Regions from separate parts of the Hordeum vulgare genome. Here region 2 is linked to region 1. The links are chromatin contacts, called in public Hi-C maps. All regions are on one chromosome and are shown on one strand. The core of a region is the stretch at or near the end of the contact, and the rest is flanking DNA. Distances in the headings are between cores, read along the strand shown. Region 1 holds the start of LOC123430159 (transcription factor BHLH6-like). Region 2 holds the start of LOC123430162.

Region 1 (6,536 bases), core at 2,406-4,905:
GATGATTATTGGAAGTGTGAATATTGCGGCGACTATGGTTTTTTTTGCGACATGCCTCACTTGCGAGACGACAAGTTCTTCAGCATCAAGCTTGACGAGACATTCAAAGTTTCTATTGTATGCAACGATGACAAGTGTTTTTTCGTAATTAAGCATGCATGACTTCTGTTTCTTTGCTTCAACGTGTAATTTTTGTTTTATACAATTCGACTAGTTCCTCCCTTGCCATGCAAGAAGATATGTGTTGGAGAGGCTCGGTTTCAAAGACCACGAGAGTATGGAGACTAGGAGAGCTAACGCGAGGACTATACATGGTCACACATTTCTGTCAAAGCAATGAATTCAATTTTTAACATAGAAATAGGGTGTCCAAATTGGGAATATCTTTGCAAGGTATATGGATTTCAGGAGGGTATGGTAATAACCTTCGATCTTCGTCCTAAAGATAATATGCCAGGCAACATCGATATTTGGGTGGTTGTCGATATGCTTCCTTTTTTACCTCCATGTGAATTCCTCAACCATATTTGTCAAGTAATTTTCATTCTATATTTAAAAATAATTGGTGTTCATCCATATACTAATTTTTTTAAATTATAATTTACAGCTTATTTTGTTTCTTCGAGTGAATTACGGAAATTAATTGACACGACACACTACACGTATGGATCACATCTAACTTGGGAGGAGAAGGATGTTCTTCTCTACTTTCCTGTTGGTGTCCTCGTTTGGAGGGATAACTTCTTGTATAATTTGGGAATTGACCCAAATTATACATTTCACATGCCACTAGTGCATAGGTTGAGGACGGATGACATTCACAGAAATATCTTGGTAAGTGTTTGCTAATTAAGTACGCTCTACTATTGCATAAATGGTGTTGATTACATTGCTAACTAGGTTATTATTATATTCTCCAACAACAACTGCCAAATGATGTAGTGCCTCTCTTGATGCACCCAGAAGGTCATATGAAAATTAAAAGCCTGCTGAGGGTTGAGTTCGATGCTCCATACTCGAGTAACCACAAATCAAAAAGGCTTCCAATTGAAGCATGGAGAGAAATAAAGAAGGATCGCAAGCCACAAGTTGGAGACCGTTGGATCTTTGTGCTTCATCACGGAGACATAGGCGTTATTCTGTTTTATGACATTACACCTAGGAGCGAGGACTAGATCTTATTTTTCCTAGTTTATATTAACTTGGCATGATCGATTAGGATCTATGCATATGACGACTATTATGATGTTTTTGTGTTTTATGAGATCTTAACTTGGTATATCATTAAGATGATGATGAGTTGTTAGATGAGTACGTAAGATGATGATTATATGACATGATACTTTATGTGTATGATATGATGAGAATAATGCATGTTTATTATGATACGATGAAACTATTGTTTAGAGCATGCACAAATACGTAGAGGGGGCATAAATATGACATGAATTAAATATTGAAAGCAGGAATATTAGCAGTAGCGTTCGAATATCAGCAGTAGCGCTGGCTTAGGAGTAGCGCTTTATTTTTTCCAATACTACTGCTAATGTGGATACTAGTGGCGCTTTTAATCCAGCGCTACTGCTAACAGGTTAGCTGTAGCGTGCTAGCAGTAGCGCTGGCCCCAGCGCAACTTGTAAGGCTAAAGCCAGCGCTATTGGTAGCCTTTCTCCTACTAGTGAAAGTGTTGAAATATATTATCCTTCTTTCTCCATCAATTCAAACTTTTGGACCAATTAACTAAAGCATGAACTCACTAGCACTTACGTGTTAACGGATTCTTCCTCGGACTTGTGCGTGAGTTAAGAGGGTGCAAGAGAGATAGAAAGAAGAACGACAAAGAAGCTGAATGTCAGGTGGATGATGATGTGGCATGATCAGTGTTGAAAACAATGCAACATCCACACAAAACGCGTGAAGCGGTTTAAGGGACGATAAATATCCGATTTTGACAATTGAGGGACTAGGTTTTTTGGTTTTGAAATTGATGAACCAAATTATATATACCATGATAAAGTAAAGGCGGTTGCTATAAATCATCCGGTTGATCTTAGAAAAAGACCAACCGCCTGGATAGCCGTTCGATCTAATACTCGTGGTCGTTCGATGCATGCTCGCAGCAACGCACAACGTGTCTTCATCCTCTCGCTTGTACGACCCTCTGCTCCCTCCTAGTAGTGCTCACTTCGTCGGAGCAGCTGCCCCGGTAGGAGCTCCCATCACCGGAGTGTTGATCCTCTATCACAGCAACCCAACCGAAGCCGCCGATGACCGCTGCATTGCAGCACCAGGAGCCACCCTGCTCAAAAAAAGGCAACGTCGACCGCGCCAAAAAATCTTCAACGCAACAACTTCCAAGGCAGCTCAGGGTGGTGTGAAGCACCGGCTCGTCCGCCGGCACTCCATTGCAGCCCCAGTGACCCTCCATTGCAATCCCGGACGGTGCTCCGTTGCATCCCCTGACGAGCTTCAACGACCCCATGCGCGCTTCATTGCAGCTCCGGCGTGCTTCAATGCAACTCCGACCTGCTTCATTGTAGCTCCGGTGGCGCTTCATTGTAGCCCCGACGGAGCTCAACGACCCCGCGCAATGCTCCATTACAGCCTCCCACTGTGCTTCATTACAGCTGTGTGCACTTCACTACAGCATCGCGAGGGAAGCACGTCGCGTCAGGACGCAGGTACAACATCACGAGTGGGTTGCACCGAATACCGCTTTGCAGCAGCACGAGCGTCGGCGTCCCGACAAGATCAACGGCTAGTCGTTGATGCAAGACCGACTGCGACCTGCCTGCTGCAAGGGGTCAGCACACCGGTGCACCGAGGCCACCGCAGCTCGAGTGGAAAGAAGAAAGAGAGAGGGGATTCTTCGATCATAAGGATGAGAGCAAGGCGCGAGAAGCAGAGGCGATTTGATGGAGAAGAAAAAGGATCGGCTCATTTGATGAACAAGAAAAGAAGATGACCAGAGAAGAAAGGATAAGGCGTGGGCGGGTGGGTGGTCCTGTCAAGGACGCGTGAGGCGCCACAGACACGGCTTAGATCCTGAGAAATCAGTCGGTAAATTTTAATTATTTTCCTAAAGTAAAAGTATATTTGTCGTCCATGACCTTTTTCGTCCGGAAGAAAAACATCGCACAAGATTATGAGCCCCCACACGAAGATGCAGCTGCCCGCTGCCAAACATACATCATACATGGCCTGGACGGATCACATGCAAGGCGATGGATCCATACGTTGACAAGAAGGGGACAGCAGCGCATAGGCACAGATTCGATCTCGAATGGAACGGGAACCGAGAATGGAAAAACAGCCAATGGCTATTTGGCACGCACGACGTCTAGGCCGAGAAGGCGCCAGGTGCCATCACGTAGGGTGGTCTCGCTCGCATGTCGGCCCCCGCCACACAGCGACGCAGATCTACCATCCTCAATACGCTGCCACTTGTGCTAACGAATTCAGGCTATCCACACGCAGTCACATCCTGATCGCATCCTACAAGTAGTACTATTCCATGCTTCTGCATAAAGCATCTGGGTGCTGATTAGCGAGTGTACTAGTTAGTGAGGCATCAAGTACCCCTGGCAGAACAAAACTCCTCGCTATAAACAAGCGCCAGTACAGAACAGAGAGAGAGAGGGGGGGGGGGGGGGGGGGGGAGAGAGAGAGAGTTCAACAACCATCTGTGCGAGCAGATCGACCCGTTGTCTCGTTCCAAATTCCAATGGAGGCCGACATGGACATGAGCTTGGACTTCTCTTGGGAGACGCCTAATTTCTTCGAGGCCCAGGTGCTCGAGCTCGCCGTCGTCGACAGGTGAGCCTGCACATTCAAGTGCGCCACTCTGCTTTCTGATCATGGGGCAATCCATCGCCCGTGATTGTTCGATCCTTCCGTGCCTATTAACCGTTGGATTAGCCTTGTTGATTGTTGCAGTATGTACCTGTCGGCTGAGGACTCGCTGTCCGGTCTGTACTCCTGCTACGACGACTCGAGCTCGCCGGACGGCGCCAGCTCGTGGTCGACGGCCACGACGAGGGCAACCCGGGCGAGCAAGAACATAATCATGGAGAGGGACCGTCGCAGGAGGCTCAACGAGAAGCTTTACAACCTCCGCGGCGTCGTTCCAAACATCAGCAAGGTGAGCGCGCCCTGCCGCCCGCCCGCGTGGGACTGAGCAATTAGATCACTATACAACAAGAGAACCTGTGTGTTTAATTTACTTGCGTTTGTGCGGCGACGTTAGATGGACAAGGCGTCCATCATCCAGGACGCCATCGCGTACATCGAGGCGCTGCAGGAGCAGGAGCGGCAGCTTCTAGCCGAGATATCCGACCTCGAAACTCACAACTGCACCGCCTCCGTCGGGAGCCAGGCGGAGGAAGACAGCGCGGACTTGCCACGGCGACGGAAGATGAGGAGGACTAGCTCCGCCTCCTCCATCAACGACGCCATCACTTCCCCAGTCGCGTATCCCGTCGAAATCCTCGAGGTAAAATATCAACCTTCCGGGCAACCTTATGAAACGACACCATGCAATGCAATTGCAAAGACGTAAGTAGTACAGTCGATCGAATGAGAGTGCGGTTACGGTCTGTGCAGCTGGATGTGACGAATGTGTCGGAGAAGCTGTCGGTGGTGAGCCTGAGGCACGGCAAGGCGCGGGACGCCATGGCCAAGGTGTGCGGGGCGCTGCAGTCGCTGTGTCTCAAGGTGATCACGGCAAGTGTCACCACCGTGGCCGGCAGCATGGTCCATACCATATTCGTCGAGGTAACCATCCATCGGTTCGCTGTCTTTCCCACACAATCAATTGCTCCTCTCCCTCTATCCTGATTTCACCAACGAAAAGGATTTGCTTCTGTCCCTTTTACTTGGTTGCTCACGAATTTCTTTCATGACATCACCTCTGATGACGTCACATAAATGACCTCACATGTGACATGGCTCGGTTCAGGAAGAACGTACGCTGGGTTTCTTCATGAACTCGATAGATTCTTTAGTTTTGTTTGACTGAACTAGTAGATTCAACTCAGAAGTAGTAGCAAATATGGTCGTGTGTTGCAATATAAAAATAAATAAATCATTCTTTTGCACACACTGGACGATATCAGCAAATACCTTGAGATCTTCACACAACAAACAACATGATAAGTAGTGTTTTGTACAAAGGTAATGATTGGATAATTTGTTTAATTGTACTCAAGGTGTTTCTAAAAATCTTATGGCACAATCTTAAAAATATATGGATATTAATATTAAGCCACTTGTTTACATAAAGCTCGTATCAATAATTTATTGTACATCATCGTATATTGTCGGTTATTATGCACGATGAAAAATAGGATGAATGTGTACCTATTTCAACATTTAGCATAGTGTAGCTAGTATAAATCAACATCCGCTATAGTGTCAATACTATCTTTTATGAGAGTATTAAACTATCGTATCTGCTCAAGTTAAATGGGATAAGAAACTTATGTAATAGCCATTTTCAAAATAACCAATATAGAGAAGTTATTAATTAAGTTTGCACTATAAACTTTCTTTTAGAAATGAGTAACATTCAAGATAATAGCATATTTCAAAGGGTTGATCTCACGTCAGCTAGGTGGAACAGTAAAGTTTTGACCAATGGGCTAGCTGTGTTATGTATTTAATTTGGGTATGCATGGTATATAAACCAAAGAAAACGACATTGTAGCAAATCAATCCATCTTTACTTATGGGTGACATGATGGGTAATTTGTGTCAATTTTGGGGGTAGTTTTAATAATCGACATGCAAAAGCAATAGTATCTTTATTAGTAGGTATAGACATAGATAATTAGACGGGCAATGTATTTCAAAGTAAGACAGTTAACATCCTATCAATACTCTTAAATTTGCTTCTTTTGACCACAATTATAATCGGACACCAATGAAAATTCCCAGCAATAAGCCTTTGAAGCCGCATCGCCACTTGATCCTCCCACACAGAGACATACGTTATGTCTATCCCTTGTCCGTGCATTTCGAAGTCATGGACGACTTGAGTTGGGACACTTTTCTTTCAAAAAACATGAGTCTCAAACTGCAAACACAATATGTCATCACCACTGACTTGATCATCGAAAGAACCGCACAATCATCACAATTGTGTTCCAGCTTTAAACAACTACTACCACATATACTTAAACATTGTCTTCATGATATTATTTTTGTTATGTAAATTTATATTTTATTAGTTAAAATCATGATCATAATATGACCCAAAATACGAGGGGTACAAGTAAACCAGGACGGAGGTAGTATCGCATGGCTCAACTGTGGAGTCTATGGCAAAGTGTCCAATAAGACCACAATTGAAACAATAATTTTGTTCTTTTTTCCTCGTGAAGTCGGCTTTGAGGTCCACACCCGCTACAAATAAAGATTAACTCTCCATGGGATCGTACCCAGCTCAGATACTGCTACAAGCGTCGCCGCAGGGAGGTAAGATACCAGAGGTGTCTAACCCGACTTAAGGATATGAGCCTACGAGGGGTTCTAGGGCA
Region 2 (6,536 bases), core at 2,371-4,870, 400 kb before region 1:
GCCATACTTATTGTCATGTATGGTAAGTGTAAAATAATTAATTAAGAAAACATCACATAACTTTTTTTTAGCATGTACATCAGCGCAAATATATTTTTGTTGGATATAACAGCAACTCGTACATCTTTTCATTGTGTACAACACCAATACATACATATTTTTATTAGTTTTAATACATCAATACTCATTTAGTGATATCGTAGTCTAAGAAAATGTACACGTGGTATCTCGGGTACATGTACCATTTATTGAAAGGTGTGAGATTTATGGATATATATTCAAAGAAAATTCACATTAAGGTATTTATATTTATGTGTATATGTTTATTGGGTATAGCACCAACACATACATATTTATTTGTATATTCACATCGAGGTATGTATATTTATGTGTACATTCACATAAAGGTATATATGTATATATATATGTGTGTGTGTCTTTTTATTCGATAGAACTCCAAAATGTATTAAAAATGTATGACTTTTATGTGTATACTTTTACTGGGTGTAACATCAACACATACATATTTTAGTTTATGATATTACACACTAACTAGTATTACGATCTATCTGGGTATGTTAGATACATGTACACATATACGTACCCAAGTATAAATGTTCACACCATTTTGTTTTGGAAAACAATAATCAACCATTTAATATATTAATATACGCAAACAAAAATAGAAAATAATTATTGTGTCGATTGGACGTCATGTACTAATGTATATAACTTGCCATAACTGACCTAGGTAGCCACGCACGTAGGTGACCCAAAAATACATCCTACCACCTTAGGGATAGTTACCCCACATGTTTCATGTATTATCATCCGGTAGTATATATATTAATTTCTTTTTTTTAATTATGTTCATATACTATATATAAGATTTTTCAAAATGAGTTACATGAAAAAATTAGAAGTTGACACATAGTTTTTATTATATTTATAAAATACGTATATATTTATATGTTAAAAAGAGCATACATAAAATATGATACATACTATAAAAAAATAGTATATATATAGTACCTAAAAATTATTATATACTACATAGTACACCTACATACTCTTCGATTTGTTAAAATACTATATACAACATACAAAAGTGAAATGATGGTAATTATCACCGGCGGTAGATAAAATTTATCATATATATATAAACTCTATTCATCACTCAGGATGCAGAATCGTTTATTATTCGTCCGAGATAATCTTACAATTAATTTACAAATAAATTACATTTGAAATACAAATAGTTACACTTATATTGAATCACTACGTAAAATTTGACAAAATTAAACAAAAATATAGGCCACAAGATAAAAAAAATTGATTTTATTTTATTTTTTGCACTATATTTGTATGTTCGTAATTTTACGTGACATAAAATATTTCGTTGGTTATATTTTTTTACATTCTGTTTTTACGTATAGAATAAGATGAAATTTATAGAATATAAAATTACGACACGTTGATGTTAAAATAGAGAGGAATGAAGAATAACTAATTCTCATCTATTTTTCACCCCCTCTATTTTCCCACCAATGCACCATAATTTTAGTTTTTATTATTTGTTTCTTATTTCATACGAAAAAGAGACCGTAAGAAAATATGTAGTCATCATAAATTATATTTTATGTCACGTAAAATTACAAACATAAAAACATAGTGTAAAATATACATGAAATGCGATTTTTCTGATCTTATGATCTATATTTTTAATTTTTTACATCAAATTTTACATAATAAATCAATATAAATGTAACTATTGACATTCCAAATGTAATTTATTTATTAAATGGTTTAAGATTACCTGAGTGAAGAATAAGTTATTTTGCATCCTGTGTTAGTTACCATTACTTAAATTTTATACGTTGTATGTAGTATCTATTAAATCGGAGAGTATGTATGTGTAATATGTAATCCGTCATAAAATTCTTAGCTTAGGTTTTCTACAAATGGATGTATCAACATATTAAATCGTGACTACATACATCCATATCTAGATAAATGTAAGACAATATTTTGGAGACGGAGGAAGTAGTATATAAGAATGTTTAGGGAGTATATGTATTACCTTTTTGATAGTATGTTCCGTATTTTGAGTATGTTCATTTTTACGTATAAATATATATCTATTTCGTAAATATAATAAAAACCGTGGGCCTACTTGCAATTTTTTCATGTGACTCATTTGGAAGTAGCTTACATATAGTATATCAACATATTTTAAATGATAAATTACTATATATGAGACATGCGGGGTAACTACTCCTAAATTGTAGGATTTATTTTTTATATAAAAAATCATATATATAAACAAAAGCATTCCTATGAAGAAATCCTCTTCTGAGCCCGAGCTCATCTGTCCCCTCTCACGAAAAAAATCAAAACAAATATTAAAAAATTTAAAAAATTCCAATTTGTTTTTGTGTCATAGATATTTTGATGCGTGAGGTTCACTTAAAATTTTAAGTTATTTGGACATCCGAACAGCTCTCGGCAAAAAAGACAAATCGGGTCAAAAAAATTGTGAACAGTCAACCTTTTTCACATACCCATATTTTGTCTTTTTTGCCGAGAAATGCTTAGATGTCCAACTAACTAGAAATTTAGGGCCAACCTCACTCATCAAAATATGTGCAACACAATAAAATGGAATTTTTTGAATTCGTTTAGTATTTGTTCTGATTTATTTCGTCGGCGCGGGTGCAGATGCACCCGAGAGCCGAAACCCCGCGTCCCCTATTTGGTTTCTTTAGGGAAATTGCAATCATAGCCACATGCTTTCCTTGGGATATGGTCTAGCTCTTTCCCTTCTTAGCATCTTCTGAATTTTAAGTGATTGAGGTTTATTTCCTTTTTAGATCGGATTGGACCACCGCATATGCATGCAAGCTCTGCCCATAGGCTGACATGTCTGCGCGTGACAGATTAAGGCAGACCACGGCATATGTGCTACGGTTCCAAGCCCATCGAAGGGCAAAGGGAAGGGCAAAGGGACTCACGCAGGTCATGGCTCCACAACTCATTAAGCTAGCATCCTTGCTGGAAAAAGTGATGCTTTGCACAAGCGAGGCAGACTCCATTAGCTGGCGTTTCACAACATCGGCTGCGCACATCGCCCGCTCCGCATACCTGCTTCAATTCCAAGGATCTACCCCGGTGCTAGGTATCAACTTGGTTTGCAAACCGTGGGCACCGCTAAAATGTCGCTTCCCTGTGGACTGCCCTGCTTGACGAGATCTTAACCGCTGATGCTTTGCTGCGGCGCGGTTGGGATAATAGCTATTTCTGCCTCCTTTGTGAACGAAGCCTGGAAACTCAGGTGCACGTTCTCATTAACTGTCCTTGGTCGCGTAGCTTCTAGATCTTTGTTGCCTACCTCAGCAACCTTCCGGTGCTCCTTCCTGCATCATGGTCTGCGACAAGCAGCCTAAATCTATGGGTGAGCAACTGCTACGAGGCTGCCAGCAAGGAAACCAAAAAACGTAACCCTTTCCGCCATTCAACTTCTGACGTGAAAAATTTGAAACGAGATGAATAGGAGTATTGTCAATAATGAATCTTTGAGGCTGGACAACTTTATTACGAAATTAAAGGAAGAGAACATGATTGGAGCAGAAATTCCTTTCGACCCGGGCTGATTAGCTTTGACCTTTTTATCGCTGTTTTTTTCTTCGTCCTTTCCGTAATTCTCTAGTGCCCGACCTGTTTGGGTTATCCTTGTACTCTGTTTCCTCTCCTGATCATAAATTTGGTAGAGTAACTACCAACATTCAAAAAAAGAAAACTCATGGAAGGGTCCAAACCATGGTTCCTAGCCCATGAGAAGTGCCATCGTTTTTTTTTTATCACTTTTGTTTTTGGTTGGCATTCCTCCATTCACCCGTGCCTTCTCCTCATGGCCTCATCGTACGCTCGCATCAATTCTTTCTCTTCTTCCATCAGCGCCATGCCCATCCTTTCCCATGATTTTATCCTCCAAACCTCAGATCCAGCGTCTTCGTCTCATGCCCCGATCCAGCCGACCGTCGTGCTCTTTTGACATTGTCCCAGCCCGTCGTGTTCCGCCATCCATGATTTGAGTGGTGTCCCTGCCCTCCTCACCACGGCCACGGAGTCGCGGTGGCAGAGCTCAACAAGCTCCAGCGCCCTCACCACGCCGACCCCTCCAGCTCCTCCTCTTCACCATGGCGTTGGTCGGGGTCCCTCGCCCTGCTTCAGCGACTGGCTACGGCCGTTGGATCTGCTTGGCGTGGCACTTCTCCTCCTCCTAGCAACTATGGCGCTGTTCTCTTGGGCGTACTCCATCACGGGGCAGTCGGCTAGGATCTGCCCAAGGATGTAAGGATGCTTTCCACTCTGTTGTGTCGTCGTGTTCGCCGCCGCGGCTGCCCACTTACTGACCCTCGTCCTGTTGTGCTGCAGAAAGAGCACGCAGTTCAGCATGTTGTCAGGCAACGAGATATTCCAGTCCGCGGGGGCGCAGGTCTGGAACAACCGGATCTACTGGCCTGGCATGAAGCCGGCGCAAAGGATTGCTCGACACGCGGATGGTAATCTCTCGATTCGTCCTCATTGATCAATTCATGGATTCATGTGTGCATTTGCCCGAACAATATTAGCTAGCCAGGCACGCCACTGTGTTTGTGCAATGCATTGTATTATCGATCTACTACGACAAATTCTAGGGAGCTGCAAACAAACACGGGGAGTGTGGTACCTGCCATGGTTCATACACCGAGGGTCCAGGCCATTTTGGTTACCTGAAGCATGCACTACCAGTTTTCAATATTGGATTCTTCAACTTTTGGATGTAGTCTAGTGTATCTGCAAGGTAACACCGATGAGAAGCTTACATAGCTTGGGTCTATGATCAAATTTGTTGTGATTCTTATACTTGTTACCCCAAGCCTTTGCAGGGCTGTAGCAGGGTTCTTCTTGTGGAGAAAGATCACCGAGAGTGAATTGCTAAACCTTGGTGATAGGCCTATGAAACTAGTATTCATTACGGATATCACAGTGCCACCTGTGCCTATCCGCCCTTCCATTTTTGTTGGTGGTGGAGAATGAGGTTTGGAGCGCAACTCCGTCAGTGGTGGCCGAGAGCAGCGAATAAGCGCATGAGGGGAGCGTGTCGAGGTCCAGGTTGCCATTGGCCGCCTGCCCCACCATCCTCTAACTGGCGAGTTTATTCCTCCGTGTGATGCTCCCTGTTAATCATAATTTGGATTATGTTGTATTTTTTTCTTCGCAAGTGATTCTTCCTTGGAGTTCATGTTCTATCTCCATCGAGCTTCAAATTTCAGAGATGGCTATTCCATGTAGCATGCGAGCTCTCGGACAAGTGAATTTGATTCTCACGAAGGTTGTTTATTCATTCCAGGGGTGTGATATTACAGCATGGATTAACTGAGTCTTTGTGTGTTGTTTTGCTTTAATACAGTAATCACCATGGTGATGGTATTTAGGTCGTCAACGCACTTGCCGCAGCATATTTTAATTATTTTCTCTTGCTTGTTCTCAAGAAATTAGTTTTTACGATTTTTTATTTTAGAAAAGGAGGTTAAACCCATGGTCTGCATCAATTAATGCATATAGTTATTTTTTATTAATTATTTCACAAAGGTTTGATAAAAACATGCATCAATTCATCTGAAGTAGTCACTCACACCTACAAACTCGATAACGTGGAGTGCTCTCACTCTCATATCTAAAATCAGTGTCATCGCCAATCCATTCACATAACATATCGAGACCAACAACCGGTGTAGCAGACCTAAAGCGCACATCACATGCACACGTTTTAGAAGCCGACATCATCATCAGATCACTAACCCATCTTCAGGAGAGAGATCCGTATCATCCTTACCAGTCCGGACCTCCGTCGACGCCACCACGACACCACCACCTTGCGCTCGTCCGTCCAACGCAAAGACTCTGCAAGATCTGTCGAGCGTAACACCTGCTAACCAGGCATGACTCAACGTAGCACGTGTCGACCATGAATGGCTTGGTAACTCCACCGAAGCTCCGTGCAAGACGAAGCCGCTCCACCTCCTACCTCTATCTTCCACCACTACTCCACAAACTATGCCCCCAAGAGAAAAACGACATCACAATACTACCATCGTTCGATCTGGAAGACCAGATCCTAGGGTTTCCCCCGAAGCAACACAAGTGGGTCGACAATAGTTACACGACGATGCCTTCATCAAGGTAACGACGCAAAACGCTGCCATGTTCCGCCAACGGCTCAGTTTTCATAGACCACCATGTCTCCCCAACTCGCAGCCCAGACTAGATGACGGATCTTGAAAGCCGACCATCCAGCCTCAGGCCGACCACCTCTACCGAAGGAGGTGGCCACTACCGCCACGCCCTGAGCCACAACCCCCGACGTCCTCGTGTTGCAGGTCGAGCTGAGTCGCAGCATGTCGTTGACGGAACATGGATGGTACACGGCAGCAAGTTGTGCGGTCGCCGAAGCCCATCACGAATCAGATGGGATGTCGATGCTATCGCGCAGG

The links. Hi-C and Micro-C count contacts between places; a contact is called where the count stands out from the background.
Region 2: a Hi-C map of leaf shows a contact between it and region 1, with 4 times the contacts expected there. The contact joins the promoter of LOC123430162 here to the promoter of LOC123430159 in region 1. A contact is called at or near these places in 1 of 6 Hi-C or Micro-C datasets (leaf) and 1 of 1 datasets of contacts at active chromatin or transcription factors (embryo).

The regions. Positions count from the first base shown.
Region 1 is chr2H:402,584,019-402,590,554 of MorexV3_pseudomolecules_assembly, reverse strand. It overlaps LOC123430159 (transcription factor BHLH6-like), which reads left to right and starts at 3,655. Exons shown (of 5, transcript XM_045114056.1): 1 at 3,655-3,816; 2 at 3,919-4,141; 3 at 4,247-4,492; 4 at 4,603-4,773. The coding sequence starts at 3,725.
Region 2 is chr2H:402,986,011-402,992,546 of MorexV3_pseudomolecules_assembly, reverse strand. It overlaps LOC123430162, which reads left to right and starts at 3,620. Exons shown (of 3, transcript XM_045114060.1): 1 at 3,620-4,350; 2 at 4,435-4,562; 3 at 4,698-5,422. The coding sequence starts at 4,289. The coding sequence ends at 4,831.